Linked DNA regions of Mus musculus: region 2 is linked to region 1. A link is a contact called in public Hi-C data. All regions are on one chromosome and are shown on one strand. The core of a region is the stretch at or near the end of the contact, and the rest is flanking DNA. Distances in the headings are between cores, read along the strand shown. Region 1 overlaps Tns1 (tensin 1). Region 2 overlaps Pnkd (paroxysmal nonkinesiogenic dyskinesia).

Region 1 (3,610 bases), core at 622-3,121:
GCCTAGTCACTGGTGTATGGGTGGGTGGTTCTGAGATGTCACATGGTCTCATCCGTCTTCTTCACTTGCCATTGGTGCCTCTGAGCCCTGTCTGCGTGCCTCCCTGTCTGCTTTCTGCTGCTTCTTTGTCTTGGAGAGCAGAAAGAGCATGTGGCCAAGGCCATCTTGAGCTAGTGCCTAGCTGTTACATTGGGCTGGCAGTATGGAGGCCATTGAAAGACACCTGGTCAGGCACAGACCCTTGGTGAATGGCTACAGGCATTGATTCAGTCTCCTTTGCACCCCGAACTCATCTGTCCTTCTCTGCCGTCTCCTTCCCGGATGAGGAGGCTTCTGGAGCACATCTGTGCTGAGAGCCGTGAGGTGAGGAGAGGCAGGAGGGCTACGAACAGATGTCCCTCTACCCCTTATCCGTCCGATGCATATATCTACTGGGAGCTGACAGTCCCCCTCCTGCATAATCTTATCCTATTCCCAGGGAACATATCCCCAGACTGGCTCTGCCTGCTGCCTTCCTGGAATAGGTATGGAGACCCCCAAAAGGCTGACTCTCCAAAGCCTGTCCTACCCCTGTAGCCCTGAGCTGCACTTCTTCAGGTCTTTTGGGCTACTGTGGGGGGGGGGGTAGGGTCCTAGGGCATTCTGAGAGTATGTTTCTATCACACACACACACACACACACATACACACACACACACACACACACACACACACACACACACACACACACAGAGCCTCGGTGCGCAGTCAGCTCAGGCAGCAAGCCCTCCTCCTTTCTTTCTCAGTGTCCTTCCCTCTCCCCCTTCCCTTCTCCCCCTGCACCTTCAGCACCTTGCTGCCATGTCTGTCATGGGGTGGGGGGTGCTTCTTCCTGCCCCCACCCTTCTGACTATGCCTGCTGCCTCCTTGATGATCCTGGGTTCGCTCTAGAACAAGACATTTTAGAGCTCCAAGCTTTCCTCTGTGTATTTTGCCACAGTGGAAACTAAACCAGCCAAGCTCATGCAGTAGGCAGCTAAATTGGAGTCGTCTGTTGGGAACTCAGCTTCTTCCACCCTGTACTCTCTTTCCTCTGTCTAGCTCAAGTCTACCTGCTATATGCCAATGGCATTTCTTCCCGCTATAACCCACCATGCTTCTGGCTACATATTCCCTGGGTGACAACCTTACCTGGTGCTGCATGTGCCCCTGCCCCACTCGCTCACAGACTATGAAGTAGCTCTCCTAGGGACAGTGTTCTGTTTTAGTCCTAACCCCAAGACTAAGTCAAAACACTCAATCATTTTGTCCTTTAAGAACAAGGGTCAAGGGGTTGAGAAGATGGCTTAGTTGGCAAAGCGCTTTCCTTATAAGCACGAAGACCCCAGTTCTATTCCCATGTGCAAAACCAGGGGTGGTTCGTAGGTGTTTGTAATCCCAGTGATGGAGAGGCAGGCATAGGAGGATCGCTGGGGCTCAATGACCTCCCGTCCTCCTTAACTTACTTGGTGAATTCCAGGCCGGTGAGGGACCTTGCCTCAAAAGAAAAAGGGAGATAGTGCCTGAGGAAAGGCCTCTGAGATTGACCTCTCACCTCTACACACTCACAGGCACACAGGTACATGCTCACTCTCCCAAAGGCACACATGCGCGCACAGAGAGAAAGAGAAGAGGCATTAACATTGAACAAGAGCCAATTGTTCAATTGTTCAGGCCTGGGGAGATGCTTCTACACCTGTTAGTGGCTAGAGAGAAGGGAGGGTTAGGACAGCAACAGGAAACAACAGTGAGAAGGGACCCAGCCTATCAAAGTTGTGGCCATGGTAACCTGAGCTCCCTCCCCCAGATCCAGACTCGGCTGGGCCAAGGCTGCCCTGGGAAGGATGAAGTAATCAGACTACAAACTAAAGCTGCTTCTCTAGTGAGGTGTGGCCCTCTAGTGTCCCACCCTCTTTATAGTGTTAGACCAGCTGGAGGAGCTGTGGTTCTTGTGTGTGTATGGGGGGAGGTGCTTCTAGGACCCTCCAGCCACCTCCCTCTGTTCGTGTGTCCCGGATCTGGCAGCTGGGGTGACTTCCTTCCGGGAGTCAGTGGCTGAGTTGTGATGTTGGCTCTGGCTCTAACCATCTGTGGGGACCTCTGCTTCCCAGAGTTGGATGGATGGGATCGGGTGGACCAGCCACTGAACTCAGGATGTCCCCTGGGCTGTAATTCTAGGAAATGGCCTGGGATAGCTGCCCACAGTGGCAGCAAATCTGGGGACTCGATGAATCCTGGGTACTTGGAGGCAGCCAAAGGTCTCTAGGTCTATCTTCCTGTCTCTAGAATCTAGAACGTATGGATAAAGCTACCATGCTCAGGGCTGCTTCGTGGTTGCAGGGAATGCTGGCTGCTTCAGAGGTCAGAGCAGAGTTGTACTGAGTAGCTTCACTGTCTCAGGGACATCACACTCTCCAGGGGCTGGGTCATTTCGTGAGACTCTTGTCTTTGCTGCATGCCTAGCAGATGATGGGTTGGCCTAGGCAATGGGGTTAGGTGGACTCTGAGGCTGTGTGATTAAAAAGTGTGGCTTCCAAACTGTACAAGGTAGCATACTTCTCATGTGGGCTGCTGTAGACCCTCCTCCTGAGAGTGACAAGGAGCCCTGGGAGCAGATCCTGTGACACAGATAAGCTGGTGAGGGAGGACTGACCAGGGGGCTCAGAGGACATTGCACAACCTGGATACCACTAGGGCTCTCATGGGGGACATTGGCTTGTTCTGGGATACTCAAAGAACACCATAAAGTCACTTGAGAGATGATGCGAATGGGAGCTAAGAGTACCTGTTTCTGTTTCTTAGAGATAAGATGGGCTTTCGTGGGGGATGGTAAGATCATAGTAGGAAGCTTTTGATTTCACGAGGAGCATCACTGGGCAAACCTGGCTGTGCCCATAAGGGCATTTTAAAATTCAGATTCTCAAGCCACTGAGAGTTCTGTCTTCTGCGGGGAAGGTGGCGTCTGAAGTCAGGGTCTCCCTCCCTCTGTCCTTACCTTGTTTCTGTCCCCTGGCTTTTTTTTTTCTTTAACAGAGGACCTTACTATATAGCCCAGAGTAGGCCTGAACTTGCTTCAGTCCTGTGTTAGCCTCCCAAGCGAAGGCTGTCCATCCAGTCAGAGTCTTTAGGGGATTCTTCAGGGGCTTCTATTGCTTTCTGAAGGCCATTTGGTTAGGGTCATGCTTTGCACTTGTTCTTGTACCTACTGTTTCCATGGCACTGGACATGGGCTAAGATACTTTATAAACTGACTCCAGGAGTATGTATATTGTGATATATACATATATATATATATATGTGTGTGTGTGTGTGTATATATATATATTAACCAGGCACATGGTATGGTGGTGCACATCTCTCATCCAAGCCCTTAGGAGGCAGAGGCAGGAGGATCAGGAATTCAAGGCCATCACCTAGTGAGTTCAAGACCAGCCTGGGCTACATAAGATCTGTTATCAAAAGATTTTTTTTAAATCAAAGGAAAAGAAAAATGTGTATAATTCACATAGCAAGTCTGTGATCTCATGGGGTTTGGTGCTCAGGACTGGTTTAAGTTAAATTTATTTTAGTAATTCACAAAATACTACAGATGG
Region 2 (3,610 bases), core at 497-2,996, 330 kb before region 1:
GTCTTAATTTTGACGGTTCCTTGGGAGGTACTGTTAAGTGGTGTTGAACCCATCTTCCAGGTGGGGACACTGACGCATGACATCATCTCTGGTTCAAAAGGGCAGGTGGTGGAGGACTCAGAGAACTATGCTGGGATCAGGCAGGTCCACTGGCAAATTCCTCCCAGCACGACCGGGCAGGGAGGACAGGGGGGAGGCCTGTGAGTCAGCAGCTGAGCCACCCTAGACCCTGGAGCCACACCCCAGACAGTGAGTCACTGCAGCCCCTCTCTTGGGAAGAGGGAGGGGGCCCTGCATGGTCAGTTTCCTGGGTCACAGTCAGCTCTTAGAGCTGTCATTGAGCCCTGAGATCACTCAACCACCCCATTTCCCACATACCCTGTGAAAGTGAAGGGCCAGGTCATTGGGACATCATGGCTTGGTAGCACTGTTGGGACTCTAACAACAGGGCCTTTCCTGGCAGTGCCTTTTAGGACTGTTTAGCCATCAGCCAGCACCCCCTCTCCCCCCATGGAGGATTTCATATAGACCTAGATTACTGAGATAAAAGCCATAATGGAATGTCAGGCACCTCTATACCAAAGGTAACCTGCTTTGCCCTCTTCCCATCCACCAGGATGTCGTTCTTTCTGTGGACTCAGAAGGCGGCTTGGAGAGGGAAAGAGTAGGGTTTAGGGGAACAAGGCTTTTGCTCCAAAGGCTGGGGCAGGAAAAACTTGCTTCTTTTATCTTGCTTGTGATTACTCTGTCCTTTCATAGACTCGAGACTCTCCAAACCAGTTCCAGTGGCTGATCTTAGACTCACTCTCCACTCTGGGAGTCCCACTTCTCCAGTAGCTCTGCCCTGCGCAGTGCCTGACTCCCAAGCTTCCCTGCCCGGCTCACTTCTCATACCCCTCCTCTCTAGAAAGGCTTTCTTCTCTCTGGCTTGACACATTCTTGCTCTGGGGAGATGGAGAACAGCTTTCCTCAGTGTGACCTGCTCAGAGACCTGGCCTGTTACTCGATCCTCACTGGTTTTCCTTGTGAATCACTCCCGTTGTCCTGAGAGGAGCCGTGCATGTCCTCTATCTGATCTCTGAGCTGCACTGGTGCCCTGAAAGAGAAGCTGGGACTCTCCTGCTTCCAGCAGCGGCCCTGAAGGTGTGGCTGACCTGGATCTGCCAGTCTTTCCTGTAGGGCAGGGGGTAACTCTGTCACAGGGTGTGCATGGGAAGGGGTGGTTCTGTGAAAGAAATAAAGACACCATTTCCTTGGTTTGTCTCTGTCCTCATCTCTGCCATATCTGGATGTGCCTGCCATTTCATTATGGGTCCACAGGCTGTGATGAGCTTGGCAGAGGAGGCCTAGAAAGTACAGCAAAGCATGAAGGACTCATAACACCAGACCCACTCAGGGTGTGCTCCTAACAGCTGGCTCCAGGACTGTGGGAGCTACTTTACTAAAATGGGCCTCACTGCTCCCCTGAGCATCAGTGTGGCACCTGGAGCTTCGGCAAGCTGCAGGGCTCTCCTGTCAGAGGCATTCCATCCTGTGCCCTCACTTCTCTGCTTGCTTTCCTTGACCTTCCCCGCCACTGCTGCTGGGAAGACTCCAGAGACCCCCTTCCAGGGAGCTCTGGAGCACTGTTTACTCCCTGGCAAGACCAGCGAAGGGAGCAACAGGCACAGGCTGCCACATGCCCCGTGACGGGATGGGAACTGGAGAGTCCTGTCTGCTGCCAGCCCTGCCCCTCCCTCTGGGGCCTGGCCATTCTGGCACAGTGGCAGGATTGTTTTCTTCCTCCTCTTTCCTGCTCAGCTTCTAGCTTGGCTCCACCCTGTATCTGGCCCTCAAGCCTGCTGCTCCAGCCAGCTGCTGTGGGGGCTGGGTTGAGCCCTCTAAAGGGTCCCAGCTGGCCAGCCCTGTGACTCACCAGGAAGCGCTTCTAGGGCCATCCAGCTTCTTCCCTGGTTCTGCTGTCAGGACAGCACTGCAAGGTTCCCTTAAAGGCGAACAGGGAGTTCCCAGGCTGCCAGTCTCTTGTGTTGTTCTGATCCTCAGCTGTGACGCTGGTCGTCTGACTAATCCCCACCCCTACTCTCCTGTGGCCAGGGCAGGGGAGGCCCCAGATAAAGGCTGCTGTGAGAGATTATAAAACCCAAGGGCTGGTGTCCTGTGGGCGGTGAATGGCATGTGTAAGCTACAGACATAGCCTAGAAAGGAGCAAGGGTGGAGTGGGCAGCCAGGAACTCATGACTGATTGCTTGTTTCCTATTGCAGGACCCAGAAGCTGGGGTTTCCCCTCAGCCCTTGAGTGGCCATGTCCAATCCCAGTGCCCCACCTCCCTATGAGGACCACAACCCCCTGTACCCTGGCTCTCCACCTCCTGGTGGCTACGGGCAGCCATCTGTCCTGCCAGGTGGTTATCCCGCCTACCCTGCCTACCCTCAACCTGGTTACGGTCATCCTGCTGGCTACCCACAGCCGGTTCCTCCCGTCCATCCAATGCCCATGAACTACGGTGAGTCATGGAGGGTGGCTGGGGTTGGTGGGACAAGGTAGAGCTTGGCACTGAGGAACCCTTACATTCCCTTCCTCCTACCATCCCCTTTGATACCATTTTCTCTTCCTGTCTCACCTTCCCCTTAACCTCCTGGTCTTCCCTCCAGCCACTTGCTGGCCTATATATTCAGTAAGAAGACTGAGGCCTTAAGACTGAACTTACACCCAGAGATGGCAGCTGGGTGAAGTAATGGCTTCTAAGTGGTTGCCCTAAGGAACCATTTCTGTTTCTCAACAAGTCTGTTGCCACTGTGTGTGGGCACCATTCCTTCCTTAGGAACCCTAAGCACTTTTTAATATCCTAGGGCTGACACATCTCCTGCCAACAGCCAAAATGTCATGGTTGTCCAGTGAAGGTGATGTTAGACTAGAGTAAGCCTCTTCTCCTGGGGGTGGATTTTGCATATATATATGCACACATATATACACCCACCCACCCACCCACATACACACACACACACACACACACACACACACACACACACACACACACACACATATTGTTTGTTTGTTTGTTTGTTTTTGGTATGAGAGACTGAACTCAAGGTCATTAAACATTTGCTCTGCCTATGCCTATGAGCTGTACCGCAGCTCCTTCTGGGTAGATTTTGGAAGTAGTTCCCCAAGAGGCATCCATGGAATGTTGGTGGCTGCAGTAGCCTCAGTGTCCTAGAGCCAGTGAGTATATGGCCAGCTCTTATTTGGACATGCATTCTGAGGTGACCACTGTGCATTGTGAAGCCTGCTGTAGACACAGCCCATGCCCTCCTGTACCTACTTCCTGTGTAGTCTTCCCTCTTACTCTCTGGCACTCCACTCCCAAGGCCACTGCTCTGCCAGCCAGTTCCACTCCCTAAATGCCAGCTGCTTCCTAGATGGCGATGCCACTAGCCTGTCTCCAAATAGGTGGGCTGGACACACAGCCCGCAGCAGCTGCCTGCTGACAGCACAGCTCTTTCTCACCTGAGCCAAGCTGGGGTTACACTGAGGAAGCCTAGAGAACCCAAGCTTAATAAGAGTCTGAGTTACAAGGGTGTCTTTTGGACAGAGGCACCTGAGCCTTGG

The links. Hi-C and Micro-C count contacts between places; a contact is called where the count stands out from the background.
Region 2: a contact with region 1 is called in a Hi-C map of muscle stem cells, with 2.4 times the contacts expected there. The contact joins two enhancer-like sites. A contact is called at or near these places in 1 of 484 Hi-C or Micro-C datasets (muscle stem cells), 3 of 115 datasets of contacts at active chromatin or transcription factors (the NIH/3T3 cell line, bone marrow-derived macrophages and embryonic stem cells) and 2 of 9 other capture datasets (adipose tissue and liver).

Annotation. Positions count from the first base shown.
Region 1 is chr1:73,964,967-73,968,576 of GRCm38.p6, reverse strand. All of the region lies in intron 18 of Tns1 (tensin 1), which reads left to right. Among named protein-coding and RNA genes, the nearest start is that of Gm39664, 64 kb to the left of the region's middle. Within about 2 kb of position 1,871, at least 22 of the 459 cell types and tissues checked have an H3K27ac peak or open chromatin away from gene starts, as enhancers often do. A contact at or near this core is called in muscle stem cells, where this site is marked.
Region 2 is chr1:74,294,092-74,297,701 of GRCm38.p6, reverse strand. The region is part of intron 2 of Pnkd (paroxysmal nonkinesiogenic dyskinesia); the gene reads right to left. Tmbim1 (transmembrane BAX inhibitor motif containing 1) reads left to right here. Exons shown (of 12, transcript NM_027154.5): 2 at 2,263-2,504. The coding sequence starts at 2,303. Among named protein-coding and RNA genes, the nearest start is that of Tmbim1, 8.4 kb to the left of the region's middle. Within about 2 kb of position 1,746, at least 352 of the 459 cell types and tissues checked have an H3K27ac peak or open chromatin away from gene starts, as enhancers often do. A contact at or near this core is called in muscle stem cells, where this site is marked.